2 separate regions of the Mus musculus genome follow, and region 1 is linked to region 2. The links are chromatin contacts, called in public promoter capture Hi-C maps. All regions are on one chromosome and are shown on one strand. Each heading gives the region's core, a stretch centred on a gene start, on an enhancer-like site or on the middle of the called end of the contact. The rest is flanking DNA. Distances are from core to core; before and after follow the strand shown. Region 1 holds the start of Rnf186 (ring finger protein 186). Region 2 holds the start of Pla2g2f (phospholipase A2, group IIF).

The links. Capture Hi-C pulls out chosen DNA fragments and counts their contacts.
Region 1: a promoter capture Hi-C map of pancreatic islet shows a contact between it and region 2. The contact joins the promoter of Rnf186 here to the promoter of Pla2g2f in region 2. A contact is called at or near these places in 3 of 39 promoter capture datasets (hippocampal neurons, maxillary cranial neural crest and stem cell-derived epiblast-like cells) and 1 of 9 other capture datasets (pancreatic islet).

The regions. Positions count from the first base shown.
Region 1 is chr4:138,964,562-138,970,935 of GRCm38.p6, reverse strand. Rnf186 (ring finger protein 186) reads right to left here and starts at 3,817. Exons shown (of 1, transcript NM_025786.4): 1 at 2,571-3,817. The coding sequence starts at 3,623. The coding sequence ends at 2,943. Gm42333 (a long non-coding RNA gene) reads left to right here and starts at 6,255. Exons shown (of 3, transcript XR_881524.1): 1 at 6,255-6,273.
Region 2 is chr4:138,754,933-138,760,887 of GRCm38.p6, reverse strand. Pla2g2f (phospholipase A2, group IIF) reads left to right here and starts at 3,290. Exons shown (of 5, transcript NM_001360875.1): 1 at 3,290-3,527; 2 at 4,129-4,181. The coding sequence starts at 4,142.

The DNA.
Region 1 (6,374 bases), core at 2,568-5,067, 210 kb before region 2:
GTGTTGAACTTTGGAAGTATAGCCCCGTCCCTCTTTTTAGGTCAGAGGAGGATATCAGGTATCCAGTTCTGTCACTTTCCACTTTTTCCTTCAAGGCAGGGTCTCTCCATGAACCTAGAGCTACCCTCTCATTTCCAAGGGGATGAAAGAAGGTTCAGACCTTCAGTGTGGACCAGAGCCTGGCCCTGCACTCGAGGCCTCTTGCCTGTCCTTTCCACTCACATCCCCCTGCAGCACTGCCTGACTTCTCTGCCCACTCCAGGGCAGCAGTGACCTTGCCTGTACTCTTGTCCCCAAGCTCTGATGTTCCAGAAGATGGTTGGGACCAGGTCATCTTCAAAGAGACAGTAGTATTAGAATATCTTTGCCCAGGGACCCCAAAGATACCTTGGCTGGGACCCACCCTAAGCCAGGAATGACAGGGGCTGTGGGTCTAGGTCCCAAGCTAAGACACGGGGCAGTAGTTATTTGATCAAATGAGGGCATTCTTCAAGCCTGGGACTCCAGTGTTCTCACCTGTGGGATTCCAAGCAGCGAAGCCTGGAGAGGGGTAGTCAGCAAGCCCAGCCTGCTTTTTAATCTTTCTTCCTTCAGCAACCTGCTCATCTCTGAATCCCCACGGTTCCTGTAGTTCATTTCATATTTTCTGTGACATTTCTCCCACACCCATAGGCAGCGATCAGATTTTAGGTTCGTTCTATTCACAAAGGAGGATTCACATTGCTAAATCTGGGCTAATTCCTAAAATCTCTAGCATAGACTGACCGTGCAACCTTAAGCAGGTAGATTCACCTGTCTGATCTCAGTGTCTTCCTCTGCACGAGAGGGAACACAGTGAGTGGTTCAGCGCCACAAGGCTGTCAGGAAGCCATAACGTGTCAGTTAGGGAAACGCCTGCCTGTCTTATGAGTACTGGGCAAACACTCTCCCACCAAATGGTAACAAAGTATTTCCTTGACCAACTGAAAACTCTGGGGTGGATTTTGTCTCCAGGAAGTAAAACGGGCCTGGAGGAGTAGGTGGGGAGACAACGTTCTTTTGCTGTCTGCCTGGCAGTCATCCCAAATGTCACACACAAGAGGCCAACAGGAGAGATGCCGTCTGTTCACCCTCTGGGAAAGGGTGTTCTTCAGGACTATGCTGGCTGCCTGTGAGAACCGGAGCTCATGCACACCCTCAACACTCTCGCTGCACTGGGAATTGTCTGGCCTTATAAGAAAAATAAGAAGTCACTGCCTTTTTCAAGGCAGTATACTGCACTCATGTTCTTGCTCGCTTTGGTATTTATTTTGTGAATTGCATTGGGGATGACTGGACCTAGGGCTTCACACATTCCAGGCAAACATTTTACCGCTGAACTCTACCCTCAGCCTGACACACAGTCAGACAGAAGGAGCCCTTGATGTGACCTCCTCACAGGCGTTCAGAAGCATATGGCCCCTCCATCGATCGGCTTGTGGCTCAACCAGGCCCTGAGCAGTTGGGACATCCAGGGAATCTTAGGACTAACGGAGTCAGACTTAACTCAGTCTGAGAAAAGGGAAGCAGAGAGCCAAAGACCTTGCTCAACAGCATGTGACCACTGACCAGGGCCAGGCACCCAAGGATCCAGTGGCAGAGTCCTCTCATCTCTCCTGACAAAGGTCCTGTCACCATGAACTGTGCCCTCCTGTTAGTCTCCTACTGCAGGAAATGGGGTGAATGGGAAAGGACAGTGCACAAGGCCTGGGGAGTCCCTCCAGAGTTTTAAGTCTGATCACAGGGACTCTCCGAGACAAACTTCCAGCTCCCACACTGGGCTTCTTGCTCTCCCACTTCCTCTTTGCTTGAACCCACCAGGGCTCATTTCTGAGGGTGGATTCCCACCCCCCCCCCCCCGCGCTGCATGAAAAAAGAAGCCCAAATAGTCCTGAAGAGATGACCCAAGGACCTTTCTAGCGACTGCCGCTCTGAGGCTGAGGTGGGGTGACACCGCCGAGGACCGTTGCATTTACGAGATGTTTTATCTTTATGACAAAGGAGCAAATAGGGCCGTAGATGTGATAAGAAGAGAGGCGCCATCTGGAAAGCTTTCGTTCTGTCATGTGAGTCTGGGAGTCTGATGGAGAGCTGAGTCTCTCTCTCTCTCTCTCTCTCTCTGTCTCTCTCTCTGTCTCTGTGTGTGTGTGTGTGTGTGTGTGTGTGTCCATGTCCCCTGAGATTCTCTGAGTCAAGCCCTCATGGTACGCAACTGGTGATCTCAGCGTAGATCCTAAGGACAATTCCTGGACCCACCCTCTCCACACCTCCCCATCTCTGTCTGCTGATCCTCGGATACCCTCTCCCCACTTTACAATTCCAATTCCATGTGTACTCCACCCTGGGGTGGACCCTGTGGGAAACCGTAAGGAGACTTTTGGCATGGAAGGTTTGGGATCAGTGTAGCAAGCAACCCTGGGGAAAACCTGGCAGTATCCCCTTGGGCTCTGGCACCCCAGGAGGGAAAGTGGGCAATGGCTAGAGATGGTCACAAACTTCCCAGGACACAAAACATCAAAGCCCAAATTTAAAAAAAATGAAGCCAGCTACATGGATTACAAAAGAGACCTGGTTCTATTTGCTTTGTAGTAAGGCCAATGTCCCAATATGTGTACAAAGGGATATATACAAAACTTAGGAGCTCTGGAATAGGGGTAGGGACCCCACCACCCTTGAGTCACTCATTCAGGGGGTGTCTCCTCTCTTTCCCCCTTTCCTTCCTATGCTACACAGGAACAGGCAGGTGCGATCCCACTGTTCCAGCACAGAATCCTTGATCCAACATGGCCAGTCTGGCTTTGACACGCAAGTCCAGTTCGAATGTGATTTTGAAAGGCGGCCCCTAGCCCCTTACCCATGCAGACTGTGAGGTCTGGGGGAGGAGGGAACCTTGGCAGCACTGGGCCTGTAGGGATCCAGAGTTCTCAGGCAATAGAAGTGATCTGGGTTTGCTTTTGCTCTCTGCAGAACAGAGTCCTGGGGCAAAGCCAGTTGCTGTTCTGGCTCTGGGGGTGACAGCAGAATAGGGTGGACATCAGGAGAGCCAGAGCAATGACAAAGGCCAACACCCACCGGATGACACCCGGGTAGATGAAAGGCAGGATAAGGACAATGACAAGAGCCAACAAGAGCAAGTGTACAGCCAGGCGCCGGGCAGCTACACGGTTGACACTTACAGTGTCCTGTTCTTCTTCTCCTGTCCAGTTGGCTGGCCGAGTTGCTGAAGCGGCAGAACCCACTAGCCTCTGAGGACATAGGCGCACCTCTGGGCATGGCAGGGCCAGACGCCCCACCATCGCCTCCTGGTCTCGCAAGCTGCAGATGAGGCCTCCCGGGACAGCAGTGACCTTTCGGCACAGCGGACAGGGGATGGACCAGGTGTCTTCCTGCACATATAGCAGAAGCTTCAGGCATACGGCACAGAAGGTGTGCTGACAGCTAAGCAGCTTGGGGGACCGAGCACAGTTGTAGGGCTCTCGGCACACCAAGCATTCCAGGTCACCCTCCACAGAGATGCTGAGCCGCCCGGTGGGCCCCAAGGCAATGATGGTGCTGGTGGTGGTGGTACCCGCTGGGATAGGCTGTGGGGCCTCAGTGCAGGACATTCTGGGTACAGAGGTGGAGGGACAAGGCTGATCCGCGCACGGGCATCCGCATGCGACATCCACCGGAGCTGCCAGGACTTGCATGGGTTCCGGTCCTGTGGGGACGCTTCCAGTCTCCCTTCTGCTCTCTGCGGGTACCTGCTGACAACCGATGTCTGGCATCTTGCTCCCTTGGTTGCCCTGCTTGTTTCTCCGCTTATGTTGGTCCTTCAGTTATTATTATTTCTTTACTCGAAACCCAGGGTTAATCAGTAACTTGGAGACCTGGAGACTTTGAATTACCTGATAGAAGGGCCAAAGTGGGTGGAGTCTCATGAATCAGGACTTTCCTGTTGGGGCCATGCCTGGTGAGTGTCTACATGACAACCGACAGGGACGCTGTCTCTACTACTACGCTCTGGAGCGCACCAGTGACACCCCATCCCCACCTCCACCTCCACCCCTGGCCAATCAAAGCCCTGGTGTAGGGAAATGAGCAGAAACCCCACAACCCTTTAGAAATTACATTTATTCTCTGTGTGTGCCGGTGTAGGCATGTGACACATGTCTTCATGGTCCACATGTGGCGGTCAAGGGACTTGAAAGAGTCAGTTCTCTTGTGTAACGAGGGGGGTTCTGCGGGGTAGAACTTAGGGTGTCACAATTGCTGGCATACTTGCTGAGACATCTCATCAGCCTTTAAAAATGCAGAGTACCAGGCTCCGAGGCACAGAGGGGTAGATGTGTCAGGCCCGGATGGGGTGTAAACAACTGTAAAGCTCTCCAACATCTCTGTGGTCCTGATGAGGGTGACTGGGAAGCATCCCTCTGAGAAAGGCCTCCAGACCTTCTAGATTTCAGACTCAATGCAGAAGAGAGTGTTTGTGCCTTGAAAACATGGGCAAATGGGTGGCATTAGGAAAAAAGAGAAAGAGAGATTGGGCGAAGTGTTGGGGACAGGAAAGTCTGAACAGAAAACCGAAACTAACAAGCACACATTGGCCCATTCAGTTTCTTGTCATCCTCACAGCTGCATTAGCAGCTTCCGGTTCCCAGGTATTTATCTCTCCTGTCAGTGCACCGCGGGAACAGACCCCTGGCTCTAGGCACCCAGGCATAAGCATAAACTGCTGTTATTTGGGTCTTCTAAGAGCCAGCTCTCCCGGCCTGGGTCCTCACCTGTGGTCTCCTAGAATGCCAGCTCTGTAAGAAAGGTCTGGGCACAGGGGCAGGGTGTTGGCTTGTTGGCTGCCTGCCAAGGGGCCTACCACAGGGGCAGGATCTTGCCATGTCCAAGGTCTGGTTCCCAGTCTCGTGGAACTCAGCCATGTCAATCCATGAAGATTCTATTGGCCTCTGGGTGGCTGGCTTAAGCTGGTAGGACTCCATGTGGCATGGTAGAGGGGACGAAGTGTGGCAGTCATGAAATTCTGTCCCCCTCACCATGCCTGGAATGAGAGAGCTGGGATGGGGGCTAGAGAGATGGCTCAGCAGTTAAGAGGACTGACTGCTCTTCCAGAGGTTCTGAGTTCAATTCCCAGCAACCACATGGTAGCTCACAACCATCTGTAATGGGGTCTGTGATAATGGTGTTCCCTTATTTCCCTTATAATATATATATATATATAGAGAGAGAGAGAGAGAGAGCAAGCTGGGATAGATGTCCCTTCCCTCACAACAAACAACAACAACAACAAAAAACAAGAACAACAACTAGCACCACAGTGAATCCAGAGATGGCTTGTCAGTGGCTACTGGTGTCAAGCTTCTTGGGTTAAACCCTTCCCTCTACCCCGAGGGGCTGTGCCTGCCACAGGTTCAGTCTATGTGTGTGGAGCCTCCAGCAGGCAGAGGCTGCCTGTTCTTGCTTTGTTCCCCCCTCAGGGTCCCCTCACTCTGGATCCCAGCCCCAGTTTCCATTCTTTCTGCCTTAGGCTGGGTCAGCGGGGATTTCTTTCTACCCCAGTTTCTACCAGGTTCGTAGAAAGGCTCCTGGCCGTAGCCCTGGGTGTCTGTGTACAGAATGTTTTCAGATGACAGTGGCCTGTCTTCACTTTGAGTGATCACTGCTGCCCCCAAACCCTCTTATATTGGTCTGAGGGAGATGCGGTGGTGGGCAGGTTCCTAGAGAGGTAGGGGAATGGGGACAGGATGGGGGACACGTCATGGGATTCAGGGTGGAGACTGACTGATGGTGTGAGATTCCATCTGGCTGGCTGCAATTATTGGTTCTGGTCTAGCACATGATTTAAGCAACACCAATGAGATTGGACTCTGGGGCTTCTATGGGAACGTGTGTGTGTGTGTGTGTGTGTGTGTGTGTGTGTGTGTGTGTGTGTGTGTGTTGCAGTGGGGGCTGGGGGGGGCGGTGATGGTTTTCTCCTGGGTTTCCAAGCTTAAGGATGAAACCCTGTGTGTGATGGTTTGTATATTCTTGGACCAGGGAGTGGCACTATTTGGAGGTGTGGTCTTGTTGGAATAGGTGTGACCTTGAAGTAGGTGTGTCATTGTGGGTGTGGGCTTTAAGACCCTCACCCTAGTTGCCTGGAAGTCAGTCTTCCACTAGCAGCCTTTAGATGAAGACATGGAACTCTCAGCTCTGCCTGCGCCCTGCCTGCCTGGATACTGCCGTGCTCCCACCTTGATGATAATGGACTGAACCTCTGAACCTGTAAGCCAGCCCCGAAGTAAATGTTGTTTTTTATAAGACTTGCCTTGGTCATGGTGTCTGTTCACAGCAATAAAACCCTAACTAAGACACCGTGCAAGGGG
Region 2 (5,955 bases), core at 2,041-4,540:
CCAGAAACAGCTTCAGTTTGTATCTGGCAGTCGCTCTCCGCTCTCCCACAAGTGGAATTTCTGGGCCGACCAGTTTATTATTCATTATTGAGTACTAGCAGCTTGGAAGGGGAAGGTGGGAGTGGAGGAGCCTGCCTCTCCCCAAGAGGGAGGAGCCAGGCCCCGGGAAGGACCTGCTTGACCTGCTGACTTGCTCCTCCACCAGAATTTCAGGGCACAAAGTGGCTTTCTAGGGTCCCAGGTCTTGGCCACATCCTGAGTGCAGGCACTCTCGGCTCCTGCAGCCTGGAAGCTCTGTCTTCTTTAAAGTTCAGTGATCTTCATGAGAGATGGATGCAAACGTGGGCATAAAATTAGAACTTGGCTCCCTGCAGACACAGACAGCAATATCGACCGGCTTTGCCATTGCCAGTCTGTGATGGTAGAACAAGCCATTGTCATCTAGGGAAATCCTGGGGCTCCTTGAGAAAATAAGGGCTCCTGCTCTCTGGGATCCCCAACCTGTGTCAAGGTCCATAAACCAAAACATACAGGAACCTGCAAAGGAACGCATTTCCAGATACAAATTAGAGCCTTCACGTGTGGGGATGTGTGGCTGGAGGCTGCCAGGGACTCCCTGGGGAGAGGAGGAACCTTCCTACAGACAAGAAACCTGGAAGGGGGGGGGGGGGTTAGGGGATGGGTAGGGGACAATGAAGGATGCCTGAGATAGCCCCAGTGGCTTGGGACAGCCAGAATAGGAAGTCTGAAAGTCCTGAAGAGGAAGAGCCACTTTGGGGGACCCTTGCCAACAGGATTGGAAACACTGGAGGAGGAGAGATGTGTGGCTGAAGGGATCACATTGAATACCTTTTCCAACAGGACTATTTTCCCAAGCCAGTTCACTCCATCCAGTTTTTAAAACAGAGCCCCATGTATGCCCCAAAGAATGAGAGCTTGCTCATGGCGGTTACAATTTCTGGAAGGAGGCCTTGGCATCCTGACTTCACAGATGAGGAGGGCACAGAACAGGGAAGGAGACCCAATGGCCAAGGTCTTCAGCCTGGAGATGGAGGATCTGTCCCTGCTCAGCCTGCTCAGGCAGCCCCTGGATCTCAGCCCCCCCCTTCTTTTCTAAGCCCACACAGTAGACAGTAATGACAGAGACCAGACACACACACAAACAAACTGATGCTAGTCCCCTGACTCAGCAGACCTTCCGCCAGAGACTATGGTACCACTCAGGGAGCTTATAGTGATTTTCAAAGACATTTTTGGGGTGGGTGTGTGAAAGAGAGAGAGAGAGAGAGAGAGAGAGGGAGAGGGAGAGGGAGAGGGAGAGGGAGAGGGAGAGGGAGGGAGGGAGAGAGGGAGAGAGAGAGAGAGAGAGAGAGAGAGAGAGAGAGAGAGAGAGAGAGAGAGAGAGAGAGAGAGAATGAGAATTAGGAGAGCTGTTGCTGGAGGCCAGGGGTGCTGTTTGAAGCCCTGGAGTGTTCTAGATGGCCACATTGAGTGTGGTTGCTACCCACCAGGACAGGGTCAAAAAGAACCCCAAAAGGCCTTGCTCATGATGATGCTGGGGGCTTTCTACCACATGCACGTGCTGGATCACCTCCGGTCTCAGCCTGCGGGAGATGGCCACCCACATGCTCATGAATGGCTGGAGCCCTCTTTCAGATATGAGGGGGATTCTGTCCATCTGGACAGGGGACAGGTATGTGTCCACGTAAATCCCCCTTATCAGCAAGTCTCCTTCACTCGGGCAGACTTGGGTTCCTCTGAACTCTCTTCTGAGCTGGGCTCTGAAGGTTAGGTTCTGATGTGAGTCTCCGCAGTGTCCATTTTTAGCTGCAGTCCTGTTAAGATGGTTCAGCTGGGATTTCTGCCATTCCTCTCTGACAGCTCTCATATCTGAGGAGCCCCTCGGCTTCTGACACTCTCTGGGGTAATGCCTGATCACCCCGATTTCTCCAGGAAAAGCTGTCCAGGCAGCTTAGCTGGAACCTCTGCCCTGCCACAGTCTCTCCATGATTTGTACCCACAAACCCTTCTCTTCTCCTGGTTTCATTTACTTCTTTTTTCTTTAAAAATAAAAACATAAAAAACGTATATATTTGATTGATTTATTTTGTTTTTTGTTGGTTTTTTTTTGTTTTTGTTTTTTGAGACAGGGTTTCTCTGTGTAGCCCTGGCTGCCATGAAACTCACTTTGTAGACCAGTTGGCCTAGAACTCAGAGATCTGGCTGCTTCTGCCTTCCAAGTCACTGAAATTAAAGGTGTGCACCGCCATACCCAGCTTTTAAAAAAATTATATCTTATTTTATGTGTATGTGCCTAAGTGCATGCATGTGTACTGCACTTAAAGTTACAAGAGGCATCGATCGGAGCCCCAGGAAGGGGAATTACAGATGGTTGTGAGACACCACGTGGGTGCTGGAAATTCAACCTGGGTCCTCTGCAAGGGCAATGAGTGCCTTTAACTACTGAGCTATCATGCCAGGTTCTATTTATTTTTATGTGTATGAATGCTTTGCGCACATGACTCTGTGTGTGTGTCTGTGTGTGTGTGTGTGTCTCTGTGTGTGTCTGTGTCTGTGTATGGACCACTCGTATGCCTGGTGCCTGAGGATGCAGGATTCCATGAAGCTGGAGTTATAGGCAGTTGTGAGCTGCAATGTGGGTGCTGGGAACTGAACTCAGGTCCTCTGCAAGAACAGCAAGTGCCCTTAACCACTGAGGCAACGTTCCGGCTCTTCTCCACTCCCCATTCTCTTGAGACATGGTCTTATGTTGGCCAGGGTAACCTGGAACTTGCTATATAGATGAAGATGAACTTGAACTCTGCTTCTCCTGACTCCATCTGCCAGGTGCCAGGGCTACAGGCACGTGCCACCATAACTGGGTTTCTTTCGTGCCGGATTCAGACCCTTGTGCATTCTGGGAACTTAACTCTCTTAGCCTTGTATTTGGAAGAGCCCAATCCCACGTGCTCACTGTAAGGCCCTAATGTGGTATTCCCTACAGGAAGGTCCCTTGAAGAAAGTACCTTTTGTTTTTCTCAGACAAGTGTTGGGTAACATTTTCCTTAGCATCTTCCAGCTGGGGATGGGGTGAGCTCAGCCCTTGCTTCAGGTGCAGGGGGTGGGACTAATTCTTGATCGATAAACCCCACTCCCAAGCCCAAGGGGGTGGGTAGGCTGATGTGGGGTAGGAATTTTACCAGCCGGGTGTGGGAAGGGCTGTATCAGTGGGAGGGAGGAGGTGGAGCCAGTTTCTAGGACATCTGTCATCTGCCTCCTGCCCAGGGCCATTGCCCCGGCACTACCCTGCTTGTTGTGCGTGACAGCGTGAAGCTGGGGCCTGCTCTCCAGAGACTTTTGGGCATATTAAGGACCTCTCAAGCTCTATGTCGGTGGCCTTCCAAAATCCACGACATGGCAGATGGGGCACAGGCCAACCCCAAAGGGTTCAGGAAGAAGGCGCTGGTTAAACACTCCACTGGACGGAAGAGCCCAAGCCTCAGGGCCTCTCCCTCTAAAACCTCCAGGTAGGTGCTTGCTGCCCTGGAACGGACCATTCCACGGAGAGAGGCAGCGGCGAGGTAAGGGATCTATTCCCGGAGTCCGTTCTCCAGAAAGATCTCTGAGCTTCTGCACGCTGAGTCTAGTGCTGCCAGCTGTGTCTAGTGCTAGAAGGACGTCGGGACCATTTAGTCAACTTCATTTTGTTCTTGAAGCTCAGAGAGGCTGAGAGATCTCTGTGCCTGTGGTCACTCAGCATCTGCAGAGCTGGAACTAGACTCCAGTGACCCAGGGCCCTTGGTTTTAGGTTTTAAGATCCAATTGCCAGGTGGGGTCCCCATGACTAGGGTCCTAGGACTCCTTAGAGTATGGACTCAAGAGAGCTGGCTCTGATGCATGACAATGGCTTCCTATCTTGGGGCTCAAAGTTGGAGCTGAAATTGGTTCTGGTGGCTCTGCCACTCCGGGATGTGTCCTTCCCAGGAGACACAGGCCAGGTGGGGAGGTGTTGATCAGAGGGCTGGGTGACAGTAACTTGGGCAAGAGAAAGCATGGGTGAGGCCTTGGGTGGGACAGGCTACGGGCAGCTGGAGAGGAGGGCTCAGGATGGCTATTCCTCTCTCTCAGGTCCAGCCTGGGTATGAAGAAATTCTTTGCCATCGCAGTCCTGGCCGGCAGTGGTGAGCATGGCTCCCGGGAGACCTTTCTGATTTCCTGTTCCCCACCCCCACCTCCCCAGCCTTTTCCTAGAAACGTGGATGCCTGTGTTGTGGGTGCCTGTGTTGTACCACTGGAAAACAAGTCCTTCCTCTCTCTGGGCCTCTCCACTTCCCTGTCAGGCTTCATCCTGTCCTCTGGGGGCTGTTTAGTTCTGGGCACCTGTAAACAAGCCAGTAGCCTCCTTTTTTTAATGAGCTATGCTGGGCAGGTGCTGAGCAAGCCTCGTAAACTAGCAGTGTTTGCTATCATTGTGAGTCCGAGCATATGTATTAGTGACTTTCCGTGCTGGCAGGAGTTAATGAGTTTGTGCGCAGCTAGATGCGTGTCTGTGCATGAGTGTAGGTGTGTCTGAGCATACGCGATGTCTGTAGGCCCCACACCTCAGTAAAACTCGGCTCACTGCTGGCTGGCATCTCCGTGAACGTCCGTGTTCATTGTGATGTCTGTGTCAACAGTGTGTGAGTGACAATGAGACACAGCGTAGCTCTACATGAGCATGTGTGTGTGTGTGCTCATGCGTGGGTATGTGTTGTGTGCCTTCTGTCCTAGGGCTGATACCCAGGGCTTCCTGGAGCAGAAGCACGGCTGAGTGAGGCTCCTAACACAAGCCTGACTTTACCTTGCATCCCCAATGATGGGTTCATTGTGGCCAAACACAAGAAAGGGCTGATGCAGTCAGACAAAGTGACCTGTCATTTAGAAAACAACCCCTCCTGTCTCTCCCAAACCACTGGTCCCAGGAGACTAAACATGAGCTATTTCTTCTGCCTGTGAACACAGTCTTAGTTCTGTATAAGCTGATTTTCCTGAGTGCCATATGTGATGGCTTTGTGTATAGCAAGTGTGTGTGTGTGTCCGTTGCATAATCATATATGTTTCTTACTCTCATGCTGTGAGAGCTGACAGTTGACGGCCAGGAGCCTGGTACTGCATATACCCTGCCCCCAGGGTAAGATGCCTGCAGCTACAATAAGAGATAGCGCTTCCAAGTCAGGGGAGGAGACAGTCAGGGCTCACAGTGACAACCAGGTGCTCCAAGGCTTGCTGGAATCTATCCAGTCTCCAGCTCTCTGATCCTGGGCTTCCTGTCTCTCAGAACATTTCCTTATCTTTGAGGCTGAAGGATGTGGGGTGGGCAGGGGGCAGGTACTGAGCTGGGTGCCTAACTCCAGGTGCAACTGGAGCAGGCCAGAGTGGAAGTTCCATGCACACAGGCTCCACACCGTCTGGCTTAGCATCCGGCTAAGGACAACAGACCAGGCTCCTACCTGAACTCTGCAACTATGAGCCTGTGCCACCTGAGTAAGCCTGTTTACTCTTTGAGCCTTAGTTTTCTCATCCTGCAAATGGGGATAAGACCTCCCTCCTGTTGGTGTGTGTGTGTTGCAGGAGGTGGGGGTGGAAGATGTGAGTGGCTTCACCCAGGTAGGGACTGCAGGCCCCAGGCTCGATGCACTGACTCTGGACAGATAGCTCAGTGAGAGCCACACCCTACAAGGGACCACAGAGAGGGAAACAGTCGACAGGAAGGAGGGACAGATGGCTAGAGGGCCTGACCATGCCTGGAAGCTGAGGTAGATGGTGGCAGAAGTGACTTCCTCTGTGTGTGCTCTGTGCTGAGACACACCTACGCCAGGAGTGCAGGCAGGGACCCTGCTCCCCTTGAGCCACAGAGACACCAGACAGAGGTCATAAAGAGAGTGCAATCAAATTCCTGTAACTCATGACAGTATG